Regions from separate parts of the Oryctolagus cuniculus genome. Here region 2 is linked to region 1. A link is a contact called in public Micro-C data. All regions are on one chromosome and are shown on one strand. Each heading gives the region's core, a stretch centred on a gene start, on an enhancer-like site or on the middle of the called end of the contact. The rest is flanking DNA. Distances are from core to core; before and after follow the strand shown. Region 1 holds the start of ZC3H6 (zinc finger CCCH-type containing 6). Region 2 holds the start of CHCHD5 (coiled-coil-helix-coiled-coil-helix domain containing 5).

Region 1 (7,116 bases), core at 1,705-4,204:
CAGTAAATCCAACATCATCATAATAAAAGGTTTTAAATTACTTTGCTTGACTGTTTTATCATGCAAAGATACAGAAACTAGAAAACTTGCAAGCAATAGTCTTGGCTGAAAGGACATAGCAATAAGAGGCTAATAACCGAATACTATTAACAAGTATATTTGATATCCTAGACGACGAGTAAATTCTTAGAAAATCTTGCTAAAATGTATAAACCCATAGAAAATGTATCATCCCAAGAACTGACTCAGGAAAAAATAAAACACTTGAATAGTCCTATAAAGAGTAAAAGAAACTGAAGCAATGACTTGGAAAAATCTTTCTACAAAGAAGATGTCATGTTCAGCTTTACAGACAAATTGTTCTAAACTTTCAAAGAACAGAACACTCTAGCTTTACACAGACTCTTTCAGATGATCAAAAATAGGGGAATACTCCCACCTCATTCTACAAAGCCAGCATAACCTTGATAATATAGTTAAAATAGTAAAAGAAAATGACAGATCTATTTTATGAATTTAAATACAAAAATATAAACAAAACAGTAATGAATAATATCTACCAAATTTTTAAGATTTAGAACAAAGCAAATAAAATTAGCCTTATTTCATGAACCCAAAAAACTTTTTTAAAAGAAGTCATATTAAGAAATCCTGGGCCGGCGCCTCGGCTCACTAGGCTAATCCTCCGCCTTGCGGCGCCGGCACACCGGGTTCCAGTCCCGGTTGGGGCGCCGGATTCTGTCCTGGTTGCCCCTCTTCCAGGCCAGCTCTCTGTTGTGGCCCGGGAGTGCAGTGTAGGATGGCCCAAGTACTTGGGCTCTGCACCCCATGGGAGACCAGGATAAGTACCTGGCTCCTGGCTTCGGATCAGCGCGGTGCGCCGGCCGCAGCGCGCCAGCTGCGGTGGCCATTGGAGGGTGAACCAACGGCAAAAAGGAAGACCTTTCTCTCTGTCTCTCTCTCTCACTATCCACTCTGCCTGTCAAAAAAAAAAAAAAAATCCTTATTCATTTATATTAATGGTTTTTAATATCATTCCTGATTACATTCCAGAGTTGTACGAGATACAGTCTCATCTCAAAGGGACAGAGAAAGGATTCTCAATTTAGCAAAGGCTCTAACAAGGAGAGATCAGGGGCCTACAGTGCCGTTGGTAAATTTTACTACAGTGCTGTGTCTTCTTAGGCCAGCATTTTGATGGGAGGCTGGGATCATCCTAGGGACATAGCCTCCTGCTGCTATAAACCTTGCCAGAGTTTGGTTGTCTCTTACCGTGGAGGTTTGGGCAGATTCATTATGGGGTGAAAGTTTTTATCTCTCTCTTGGTTCCTGGTCATTGTTAGGTAGAATCTATTACTCTCTGTGATGGATACGGTCCTTTCCTTAACTGAGCCAGTTAAAGACAAAGGGAGAAATGTTGGCTTTCTTTATCCAAAAAAAAAAAAAAAAAAAAAAAAAAAAAAAAAAAAAAAAAAAGGCCGCATTCTGTGTAACAGATTTAAACACATTTATAACCTAAATCTATCCGAGCACTCTTACCCCTGTATTTCAGCCACCCACCCACCCACTCTTCCCTTTCTGTTACCAAAGGAAACAGACTGGGCCTGATGCCATACTTTAGCATCAAACATCCTAAGCAGAGTGTACCAAGGGTTACAAAAGCAGGCTTTTCATCCAGAAAGAATTGCCTTGTTGCACACCCAGTAACAAACCAGAGACAGGCCTCTAGGTCTAGGAGACTGGAAAACAGAAGTGCAGGAAAAAACAGAAACGGTGTCTTAAATGCCTTTGGATAACTTCACACTAATCAACTATCCAAATTAGCCAAGGTAAGCCCTAGATTCAGTAAAATAGGTATAACAAAGCCCCGACATTCTAACATAATTCCAGATGCTAATACTGTTCCCTCCAAACCATCTGCTTTTTGAAATTTCCCTATTAAGGTATCATGGCCGCTGTCTTTGGAATTATCTATCCTCTCAATGGGTGCATTCAACTTAAAAAAGAGATTTTTCTCCTTTTAACGTATAAACACAAAGCTTTTAACTTCAAAATAATCCATTTACTGCAGCTACTTCTAAATGCACTCCATTTACGCATCTCCAAAATGCATTGTTCAGGACACAATGGAAGTCGGGTAGTTGGGTGGGAGGATTAACCATTAAGTCCATCATTTTTATAGAAATCAAGTAACTTTCCTTCACAATGAAGTCATCCACCATATTAAGTAGGCCAAAACATTGGCTTGTCATTTAAACATTCTAATGGCCACATTCGTTTGGAGTAATGTAACGCCTAGTTCTTATTTATAAGACCTTCGCATGCATTTTACATGTCGATATAAGAATTAACGTTTACATAATTATTTTTTACATCTATTTTAATCTGATTACCAAGAAAGTGTCAGGTGCATAAATTTACTGCCACGTATCAGAAATACTGCACGGCCGAGCCATGGTCCTCAAGACGCGATTCTGAGCACTAAACATTACAAAACGAGCTCATCGCTACATCTTTGAAGGAGAAAAGTACATTTCCCCCTTGTTTCACCAACAAAGGCGCCGGTTATTTATCACCCCATCCCTGCCCACATCGGCTAACGGCTCGCTGACTCTTTAATTCGTTGCGTCTGCAACTCCTCAGCCCTTGGGCGGCCAGTGTCTCGCAGGCAAGCCGCGGCCTCACACCGGCCGGGCCCAAGGCGCGGGTGGACCGGGGGACCTCGCGGGTCCCACGGGCCGCCTCCCCCGCCCGGAGCTACAGCGGGAGCCACCCGGCCGCGTCTCTCTGCGCTCGGCCTCGCCGCCAGGCTGCTGCCTCCGCCGGCGCGCAGAGACGGGCAGAGGCCCGCCCCTGGAGGTGATTGACGCGCCGTCTCCTCCAATGGCCCGCGCGCTCGGCCCCGGCGGGCTGGGCAAGGGCCGCGGCTCGCGGAGGAATCTCTCCTGCCCTTTAGTCCCGGGCAAGGTGTTGCGGCCGGCGCCATCTTTTCGAGCCGCCTATCTCGGGTGCCGCCATGTTGGTGAGGAGAAATCACCGTTACGGCCACTGTCCAAATCCCCGCGTCGCCGCACGCCGCCCGCCCGCCCGCTCCCACGCCTCAGCCACCGGCGGCGAATAGAGACTAGAGCGGCAGCGCCGGCAGCGCGGGGCCGTTGCCCAGTGTGTGCAGTTAGAGCCCCATCTCTCTGGCGTGGTTGTTAATAGACTGGAAAGTCTGTGTCTGTGTCGCTCACTAGTAACCGTGAGTTTTTACCACTTCGTCACCTGTCGGCGGCGGCCGGGAGCAGGTGCCCGCAGGCGGCGCAGGGGGTCCGCCCCGCGCCCCGCCGCCGCCGGCTTCGCAGACCTGCCCTCCAGCCCCCCCCGTTCTTGACCAAACATGACAGACTGTGAACATGCAGGGCACGACAGGTCGGGAACCCTTGTCTGTCTTTCTGTCGGAGGAGAGGAGGGTCGGGCGGCGGGGGCGGGCCGGGCCGGGCGCCTCCTGCATGACTTGGACGTCTCTGTGTGGCTCCGTCAGTTCCATGACGCGCGCCCTCGTGTGAACCTCAGGCTCGCGGCCGCGGGCAGGTCCGGGGTCGCCGGCGCCGCCCCGCCCCGGCCGGGCACGCGCGAGCCCCCCGCCCGGGGCGGCTGGGGGTGCGGCGCGCGGCTCTGCCGCGCTCCCTCCGTCTCCCCGGCCCCGGGGGCCGCTGCCGACGACGGCCCAGCAGGAGCAGCCCAGGACGCCCACTCGGAGTGGCGTGGTGCTGTTTGACTCCCACCCGAGCACGCCTCTGAAAACAAACACGTTTGGGTTTAAGGAAAGTTTGGAGTCTCCCCCCCCAACCCCCTACCCCCTACCCCGAGGGCCGTTGTCGTCTGCGGTCTCGCCCTTGGGATTGGGAATGGCAAGTTAAACGTGTTAACACGGAGACTACTTGGGATGTGCAGACCTCGGTGTATGTAGCGCAGCCTGCTCCGAAAGTGGGAACGCTGAGGGTTACTCCAGCTGGCCCGATTTTCTAGATACTGTGTATCGCTTGAAGATGTAACAGATTCTGGTGAAAAAAAATTTTTTTTTTTTAATCTCTGGCTGTGGCCGAAGAGGCAGGTTCTTGGTTCCATTTAGCAGTTCGGTGGACAGTTATAAAGTATGCGCTTTTAGGAGACTTAAGCTTCGGTTAGATTGTAAGTTTACGTCCGTAGTCATCTTAATCACGGAGAGGGAGGGGCTTTCATTCATTAAAATTACCGGCACAAAATCCATTGCGTTTTATTTTTGCGTAGAATAACAGTTTGAAAATGTAGAACCTCGTAATTAGCTTCATTGTTAATAGAAGTAATCAAAAGTATGCATTGTGCTCTAAGTCATATACAGGTTGCTGAAGTTTTACCTGTGGAGTAACTTGTTCAGCTTTTGGTAACGCATTCTAAACACTTTTCTATTTTTGTTTTGTTTTTAAACCCAGAAACAAAAATCACAGACATCACTGGAATTTGAAATATCTGTTTGATAATCTTGAGAGAGATAAAAGTGATTTTGCAACAGTTTTGGTACGGTAATAATAAAAGCAGATTCCTAGAAGACAAGTCAAAGGTGTAGTCGTTTTTAGAAAAGAAAATGCACTCTTAAAAATATAGGTGCATGAACTTTGCACCTCACTATTTTTTTTAATCTTCCCCATTAAAAGAATGCATGAAATGAATTCACTAGTACTTTGAGAAGTTTTCCACTCTGAATATCTGTGGGCAAACCAGTGATGGGGTTTTGCTAAAACAGACTAAAATTTGTTCTTTTATGTGAAAGGAAATCCGTTATCTGTTAGTGCAGAGTAGAGTACCTTTAAGATTTAGAATTATGTATTCTACATAATGAAGCAACCATGTCACCAGATTCAAAAATCAATATAAGTTTTCTAGTAAGGAATTTAAAAATGACTTGAAATTTTAAAATACTGGTTTAAATGTTGAAAACTTTGAAGAATTCTTTGTGAAATATTAACAGCTTAGTAGGAACTGAAGATTAGTGGTCAAGATTAGTGTGATTTTAGCCTATTTTGTTTCAGATTAGTACACAATATTTTCTTCAGCTATATTTTAATTCAGTTAAGTGGCAGTATTCTGAGGCAAATAGATTGTTTCTCATACTATTTTTTTTTTTTAGTCGTCCCACGTGAAAACAAACCCCAGAAAACCTGAACTATCTAAATAGTCAGGAGAAATGGTTCTAGCTCCAGCCTTGTTGCTACTTATGTTATTGCTAAAAGGATTCCAAGGGAAAATTTCAACTTCCCCAAGATCGGTGGTTCTCAACCATCTCTGGGGCGCTTTGGAAAAAAGTAATGGTGTCGTTGTTGTAGGCTGAACCTCGGCCTGTGTTTAAACAGTTTTGAATGCTTCCCAGGAATACTGAATTCCTCTCAGGCGCAGCTCGAGCAAGCTAGCTTTATATTTCAGTTGGATGTTAACCCAGTTAAACCCAATTAAAGCAATTTGCAAACAACTCTTGAAGGCTAAATACTATGAGCCCCTGCTTTGGACACGTTCTGCAGTAGAGAAGGAAAAGATAAATGCAACCCAAGTAACTACTAAAGAATTTTCTGAAATGGGCTACTGATAAGTTTTACAAGGCCTGCACTGGGGCAAAAGATGCTTTTAATATGAATTAATGTAAGCTTATGATCCTTAGAGTTTAACTGATGAGGAGGTATGGCTAATACTTTCCTTTGCAAGGAGATAATTCTTTGCCTATTATAAACATCCTCAATGCCTTCCTTCCCTCCTTTCCTTTGTCATATAAACAACAGTAAAATTCCAAATAGTCAGAATTATGGTGGTTTATGGCCCTCCATAGCTCCCTATATCAATTGAAATCTTGCCAAAAGATTGTACTGGAGATTCTGAAGTGACTAGAATAGAGATGATTGTACTTTCTTTATGACAAGACTTTCCTTTGATTGTTGAATTAATCCCATGTGGTAGGTCATCATGGTAGTATTACAATGTTCAGTGATTTGTTTGAGCTCTCACAATCACAGCCCAGATAAGGACCTAGTATACAAACTACTACTTGCCATATTTTGTCACTATTTACGTTTGGCACAGGGAAGTTACTGAGTGATTTCTGGCCTTTAATTCTTGTATAGGTTGGAATTGTAATGTGTTATGTTTGAGAGAACCTTCCATTTTGATTCTGGTCTGTCTTCTAACTTGGTTAATACTCTTTTTAATGATTTTTTTTTCTTCATGAAATGAGGTAGTTGAACTAGATTGTCACCAGTTTCCCTTCTCTCTTTAAAAAGTCAGTTAAAAGAATTATAGATGCCTTTTTTCACATCAGAGTATACTTTATGCTCTACTCAATATCTGATTTGTAAATTAGCTTGTTTAGTGGAGTAGCTGCCCTCCCTGACTATTATTTTGGATTTCTGAATCCACCAATTTAACTATTATTGAAATTACCATACAGAGTCCTTCTTTAGGAAATGTGAAACTGAAGTTATGTATCAGGTTCAGGTTTGAGGTTGGAAAGCACTCTCTTAGGAAGACATTCTGTCCCCAACCCCTACCTCCCCCCCCCCCACCCCAGATTCAGTGTTTCCTTTCGAAGTATAGCATTAAGCACTGATGAAACAAATCTAGATGCAGCATCATGGCATCATGTACTTGCTCTGTGGGATCTTAGAATCTAGTTGGGAAATGGATACATAGTTATAGCCCAAGTATTATGGTGGGGGTATGAACTGAGTGTGTTAGAGTACAGAGAAAATCTTCAGGGAGGCATTGCAGAATAGAGAGGTCTTGGGGCTGATGTTGTAGCATAGCTGGTTATGCTGTCCCCTGCCATGCCAGCATTCCATGTGGGCAGTGGTTCTTGTCCTAGCTGCTCCACTTCCCAACCAGCTCTTTTCTAATGACCTAAGAAAAGCAACAGAGGATGGCCCAGCCCTGACCTTTGTGGCCGCTTAGGGAGTGAAGCAGTGGATGGAAGACCTCGCTGGCTCTCTGTTTCTCCCTCTCTCTTTGTGAACTCTGACTTTAAGATAAATAAATAAATCTTCAAAACAAACAAAAAAGGTTGGGGGGGGGAATAGATAGGTCTGGAGGATAGCTAAAGATGAGGCTAAG
Region 2 (7,116 bases), core at 1,833-4,332, 210 kb after region 1:
TCTAGCCCCTGGGCTCTGCTTGGTCCAGCCCTGGCTATTATGAGCATTTGAAATAAATATAAAAAATTTTCAAAGGGTGAGCTGTAGTTTTTTTTTGTATTTGTTTGCAGGATATCCCTCGCAGAGGGAATCAGTACTAGCACCCCACTTCTAGAAAGACCCACCTTTTTGCCTCTCTGGTTTCTTACTGAATCCTCAGACATTATTATGCACAGTGATACTTTGGGAAGCTTATTTTATTTATTTATTTATTTATTTAGACAGGCAGAGTGGACAGTGAGAGAGAGAGACAGAGGGAAGGGTCTTCCTTGGCCGCCGCGGCTGGTGTGCTGCGGCCAGCGCACCACGCTGATCCGAAGGCAGGAGCCAGGTGCTTCTCCTGGTCTCCCATGGGGTGCAGGGCCCAAGCACTTGGGCCATCCTCCACTGCACTCCCTGGCCAGAGCAGAGAGCTGGCCTGGAAGAGGGGCAACCGGGACAGAATCCGGCGCCTCGACAGGGACTAGAACCCGGTGTGCCGGCGCCGCAAGGTGGAGGATTAGCCTAGTGAGCCGCGGCGCTGGCCCTTGGGAAGCTTATTAAAAATGCAGAGTAAAAGCCAAAGTCCTTGTGAATGCCCACCAGGCCCCACACCCCATGGCCTCCAGTTACTGCCTGCTCCCCTACCATTTACCACCGCTGTCCTCCTGCTCCAGCCAAGCTGCTCTCTCCTTGGTCCTTGACTGCATCCTGGATGTTGCTGCCTACACAAAGGGCCTTTGCACTGCCACTCCCTGCCTGGCACACTTGTGCACATGCCTCAACCCCTTACTGCCCTGAGCACTCTGCCCAAATGTTACGTTCTCAGGCCTGTGTTGGCCACTGCCTAAAACTGTCATCGTCCCGACACTTCTCCTTTAATTCTTATAATTCTCCTTACCAGTTATCACTAATTTACTAGATGCTGTTCTTATTTACTTTAATTAGTATCTGTCTCTCCTACTATAACATTAAGCCCCAGTTTTGTGTTTCATTTGCGGCTGTTTCAGGGCCTGGCATACAAATGTACTTGGTAAGTATCACACGGGTGAATGAAAAGATTTCATCTTATCCTCATGTCAATCTTGTAAGTAAATACTTTCACTCACTCCCTATTATTCTGCCAGCCCTAAGCTGTGTGTGTGGGGGGGTGGATATAGCAGTGACCACGAGACACAAGGCCCCCTCCCTCACTGGGTTCATAGGGTAATGACACAGGCAAACAAACAATTACACACAATAGTAACAATGTCTGGTAGGGCAGACAAGGGAGAGTCCAGAGGGCTCTGTACCACGTGCTTGGTCTGCTCAGCTCCCTTGCTTCTCCCAAGGGCATCCAGAGGCGGGTGTTAGGAAGAAACTGAAACTCAGAGAGCAAGAAGCATACTGAGATCTCCGATTCAAACTCAGATCTGTCTCACTCCAAACCCCACTGTCCTTAGGGTCCTCTTACATTTGACCCCTGGAGAAGTCAGTTACACCGTTGAGTCACAGACCCAAAGGCTGGAAGTCTGGGAGAATGGGTGCAACGCTCCTCAAGGAGCACGCCTGCTGCTGGGGTCTTCCCCATAGCTGCCGACCTGAACCCCAGAGGTCTGAACCCCTTCTTCCCTTTAGGAAGCACACTGCCTGCACTTTGGGATGAGAACGGGGGGCACTGGCCAGCTTAAGGTTCCATTCTTCCTGGAAAGGAATACCCACGTTTGAAGCCAAAAAGTCGTCTTCTGTCTCTTCCCACAGCCCTGATGCCATCTCCTTTAGCTCTTCTCTCACAAAACGTGCACTGGGGCCGGCCCCGCGGCTCACTAGGCTAATCCTCCGCCTTGCAGCGCCGGCACACCGGGTTCTAGTCCTGGTCGGGGCGCCGGATTCTGTTCCGGTTGTCCCTCTTCCAGGCCAGCTCTCTGCTGTGGCCAGGGAGTGTAGTGGAGGATGGCCCAGGTGCTTGGGCCCTGCACCCCATGGGAGACCAGGAGAAGCACCTGGCTCCTGCCATCGGATCAGCGCGGTGTGCTGGCCACGGCGGCCATCGGAGGGTGAACCAACGGCAAAGGAAGACCTTTCTCTCTGTCTCTCTCTCACTGTCCACTCTGCCTGTCAAACAAAACAAAACAAAACAAAACAAAACCACACACGCAATGGGAAGATGTTCAGGAAGGAAGGGTGGAAGGACCGCAGGGTGAAAAAGCCTCCTTTCAATGTCCATGGCTCCAAGCGCATCAGCTGGGGCAGATTCAGACGGCCAGTGGAGCAGTCACCGACCGCTCGTGGTTACAGCCTCCTGAACAGGTTTCATTTATCTAGAATTCCTGAGGGGCCATGCTCTGTAATAACCCTTCACTTGGGGCTGGTGCTGTGGTGCAGCAGGTTAAAGCCCTGGTCTGAAGCACTGGCATCCCATATGGTCACCAGTTCTAGTCCTGGCAGCTCCTCTTCCGATCCAGCTCTCTGCTGTGGCCTGGGAAAGCAGTGGAAGATGGCTCAAGTCCTTGGGCCCCTGCACCTGCGTGGGAGACCCAGAAGAAGCTCCTGGCTTCGGATCGGTGCAGCTCCGGCCATTGCAGCCATCTGGGGAGTGAACCAGCGGATGGAAGACCTCTCTCTGTAACTCCTGTCTTTCAAATAAATAAAATCAATTTTTTTTTTTTTTAATAAACCCTTCACTTGCACTCTGTCCTATGTGAAGCCTGTCACTGCCATCATCCCCAGTTCACGGAGAAGCCCACTCAGTGCGTCACAGGCTCAAAGAGCTCCTGTCCGGACCTCACATGAACTGCGTTTTTCTCCTAATTTTGGTTAGTCTTGGAAAAACCTGTGTGTTATATGGTAAAACTGATGCTCCCTTCTTTCACCAAGGGATAACCACGTCATAAATGGGACAGTCCACCCCCAGGTCTAAACTCACACTTTGAGGATGGATGAGATGGGAGGCGGAAACGTGCCGCGCTAGGACGAACTACAAGGGCAGGAAGTCATTTATCCATCGTTCCAGGCAGCCGGCACTAAAACCCACTTGCGTCCTGGCTAAAGCCGGAACTTACGCAAAAACGCAGGGGACGCGTCTGGTGACCCCGGCGGGCAGATGGTATGTATACTCAAGCCCCTTCCCGCCAGGCCCGAGCGCGCGCACGCACTAGCGTCACGTTAGGCGACCTGAAGCCCCTAGGACACGCGCATCCATCCCACAAGGCATCGCCGTACGTCCGAACGTCTACTTCCGGTGAACCCGCAAGCCGGAAACAGGGAGCAACACGGCCGGCTGGGACGGAAGTGGCTATGACGGGCGCCGCCGTGACGAGCTGTCGCCGGAAATGACTGCAAAGGGCGCCGCCGTGACGTAGTGGGTCTAAAGGGTACGGGGCTGGCTGCCCGCCAGCTGCTAGAAAAACCGGAAGAGGTTGAGCTGCGTGCCGCCATGACAACCTGATACCGGAAGAGGCGGGTTGCGGCTCCCTGACTGATCCCACGCCGGCACCTGCCTCGAGATGTGAGTAACGGGAGCGTCCACTCCGTACTTGCTACCGCGTCCCTTCTCTTCCGCAGTGACCTTTCTAATCCTAGGCTAGGATCTCGAGAAGGATTTCTTTTGAGAGCCGATCCTCAGTATTGGCCCCGCCCCTAAAGCGCTTAAAGCCCCGCCTCTCATTCCCAGGCCCCGCCCCCGGCGGTTTCAGGCCCTACCCTACTTCCACTAGGAGGCTCTGGCTCCAGGACCCTGGGGCTTCAGACTCATCGGAGGACCTGTAGGACTCCTCCCGCTGGGTCATCCAGGTCTTCCCAGGACCCTGACGTCACCTCTGTGGCTCACGGGCTTGTTCCAGACCGCTTTGACCTTGCACTGGCTTCCCAGACCTTGTCCCCCCAAACCTCAGGAGCTCATGAGTAGGACTCTCCAGATCTACCCCTCGTCAAGGGCTTCCAGATCCTGCCCCCAGGACAAGCTCCTGAGTCCCACCCTAGGATCTGCAACCCCATCCCAGGACCTCAGCTGTCATCTCTCGGGTCCCTGTCCTCAGGCCTCATGTCTGACTCTGGTCAAGAGGTCTTTCCCCACCTCTTGGACCCTTAAACCTCACGTTTAGGACTTCCAAACTCATTTAGGCCTCTGAAGCTCTCTTTCCCTTGAACTCGGGTCTTTCTTCTTCTTCTTTTTTTTTCTTTCAAAGATTTATTTATTTGAGGGACAGAGTTATAGGCAAGGAGGGAGAGACAGAAAGATCCTCCATCTGCCGGTTCACTCCCCAGGTGGCTGCAATGGCCGGAGCTGGGCCAATCCGCAGCCAGGATCCAGGTGCTTCTTCTGAGTCTCCCACGCGGGTGCGGGGGCCCAAGCACTTGGGCCTTCCTTCACTACTTTCCCTGGCCATTAGCAGGGAGCTGGATCAGAAGTGGAGCAGCCGGATTGGAACTGGCACCCATATGGGATGCTGGCGCTGCAGGCAGTGGGTTTACCCATTACACCATGGTGCTGGTCCTTGGGTCTTACTTCTAAAGCTTCTCCCAGGCCTGGAGGATGCCTGACCACCAAGATCCTTCTTGAAGGTTGTTGAAGGTTGAAAGAGTCTCCCACTCCCCACCAAGGCCTGTGTTAGAATAACCAAGGGGCCGGCGCCGTGGCACAGTAGGTTAATCCTCCTCCTGCAGCACCAGCATCCCATATGGGTGCCGGTTCTAGTCCCAGCTGCTCCTCTTCCAATCCGGCTTTCTACTAAGGCCTGGGAAAGCAGTAGATGGTCCAAGCACTTGGGCCCCTACACCTGCGTGGGAGACCCTGAAGAAGTTCCTGGCTCCTGGCTCCTCGCTTCGGGTTGGTTCAGCTCCGGCCATTGCAGCTATCTGGGGAGTGAACCAGTGGATGGAAGACCTCTGCCTCTGTCTCTCCCACTCGCTTTCTATAACTCTTCCTCTCAAATAAATAAATTTTTTAAAATAACCAGACCTTGTTTTAGGACCTCCACCCACTGTGTTCCACCTTCCCCAGCCTCAGCCTTACTGCTACATCACCTTTGCTCCATTGCAGGATTCTCGGACTCCCGGATTTGCCCATGACCCCTAGCCCTAACTCAAACCCAGATGAGAACTCTTTTCCTTGCCAGCTGCCCAGAATTATCCTCAGCCCATCCTGTCCCACAGGCAGGCAGCCCTGGAGGTCACTGCTCGCTACTGCGGCCGGGAACTGGAGCAGTATGGCCAGTGTGTGACGGCCAAGCCTGAGTCATGGCAGCGAGACTGTCACCACCTTAAGATGAGCATTGCCCGATGCACGTCCACCCAGTGAGTGTGGGCAAGTACCAGTCTGTGGGGTGGGCAGTGGGGTGGAGCCTCCCAGGACCTGAAGTACCCTACCTCCACAGCCCAGTCATCCGCCAGATCCGCCAGGCCTGTGCTGAGCCCTTTGAGGCCTTTGAGGAGTGTCTTCGCCAGAACGAGTCAGCTGTGGGCAACTGCGCAGAGCACGTGCGCCGCTTCCTGCAGTGCGCCGAGCAGGTGCAGCTGCCACAGTCGTCCACAACCGTGGAGGTAAGGGAGGCTCACCGGTTCACTGATCCCCCGTCCCCTAAATTCCCCTGCAGCCTTCTAGCTGTTCAGGTTAACAACCCTGCAGTCCCCACACAGGCCTTCGTTGTGCAGCATGGAACATGGTTGCCCGTTGCCTCTCCCCACCCCTGCACTGTGAGGATGCCTGCCCCAGACTTCTCGCTGGGCCGCCTGCCTCACTCTTATCTTACATGGCCTGGGCAAGCATTCGAGACCTGAGATGCGGTTCTTGCTCAGAGCCCTCCAGTGGCTTCCTAGGCACATTGAGAACAAGAGCTCAGGTGCTTGCTAGGTTCCTAGGTCTTCCCTAGGCTGACCTTACTCACTTCCTCCCTAGTCCCCTCTTGCACTTCCTCACTGGCTCTCAGCTGCACTGGCAGGGGGGGCGGGTTAGTCAAGCAAAGCAAAGCAAAACAAAACAAAAAAAGCAAACTGACCTCTTTGAAGTACATACGCAGATGTACAGCATACCTGTGTATTAGTTCATGGATTTTACTCGGTTCATGGGCGGGCCTACTTAGAGACAGCCTAGGATTCTTAGGGGTTGCAGTAATGGCAACGATTGAGAAGTGCTCTGTAGGTGTTTCCTGCCTTCCCCACTGGACTGTGTACTCCAGAGGCAAAGGCCCTCCTTTCACCAGCTCTTCCTGAACACCCTCCCCTGTCCTGGTAACCCGGTCTTCTCTCTCTTACTTCTGACTCAGCCCATCCTGAAGCCTTCTCTTGGGCCTCTGTGCTCCATCTGACCCTTTGCAGTCCATTCTCTCTGCGGGGAAATTTGCCCATGTTTTGCTTTGCTTCTGCTTCGATACTTCGCCGTGTCTTTAACTCAGCACAGCCTCCAGGGCCCTGCACGATGGGACCCCTGTGACCTCTGGCCCCATCTCTCCCCACTTAACACCTCAAGCTCTGTGTTCTAGCCCTCGTGAACACAGTTACTCAGTGCACTCCTTGCCTGCTTTTGTCCAGCTGCTTTCCTGTGCCTGGACTGCCCTTCCGTCTCCTGGCTAATCCTGTTGCAGGTTAGATGGCCCCTCCCTCAGGAACCCTCCTCTGATGCCCCACCCCTGAGCCCCGCTGCCAGGATCCACAAGCCCCCTTCCCCCACCACGGCTCATATCCTGCTGCTTCCCTGCATGCCTGCCCAGAAACCAGTGGAAGGAGCTGAATATCCCCAGGAAACTCTTAGTAATGATCTGCTACTTACCGTACGAATTTTTCAGCCTTCTGTTGGGAACATTTCTTCCCTCCCCTCCCCTCCCCTCCTCTCCCCTTCCTTTCCCTTTTTTAATTAATTAATTAGAAAGGCAGAGTTAGAGGGAGAGAGGGAGAGACAGAGAGAGAAGATCTTCCATCTACTGGTTTACTCCCTAGATGGCCCCAACGGCCAGAGCTGGGCCGATCTGAAGCCAGGAGCTTCTTCCGGGTCTCCCACATGGGCGCAGGGACCCAAGGACTTGGGCCATCCTCCACTGCCTTTCTGGGCCATCAGCAGAGAGCTGGATCAGAAGTGGAGCAGTTGGCACTCGAATCGGCACCCATATGGGATACTGGTGCCAC

What was found. Hi-C and Micro-C count contacts between places; a contact is called where the count stands out from the background.
Region 2: a Micro-C map of ear pinna shows a contact between it and region 1, with 5 times the contacts expected there. The contact joins the promoter of CHCHD5 here to the promoter of ZC3H6 in region 1. A contact is called at or near these places in 3 of 6 Hi-C or Micro-C datasets (ear pinna, psoas muscle and skin fibroblasts).

What each region holds. Positions count from the first base shown.
Region 1 is chr2:113,442,329-113,449,444 of mOryCun1.1, forward strand. It overlaps ZC3H6 (zinc finger CCCH-type containing 6), which reads left to right and starts at 2,955. Exons shown (of 12, transcript XM_070068807.1): 1 at 2,955-3,022.
Region 2 is chr2:113,651,663-113,658,778 of mOryCun1.1, forward strand. CHCHD5 (coiled-coil-helix-coiled-coil-helix domain containing 5) reads left to right here and starts at 3,083. Exons shown (of 4, transcript XM_002709595.5): 1 at 3,083-3,505; 2 at 5,152-5,292; 3 at 5,373-5,538. The coding sequence starts at 3,504. It overlaps LOC138848561 (a long non-coding RNA gene), which reads right to left and starts at 3,046. Exons shown (of 2, transcript XR_011386493.1): 1 at 2,924-3,046; 2 at 2,511-2,629.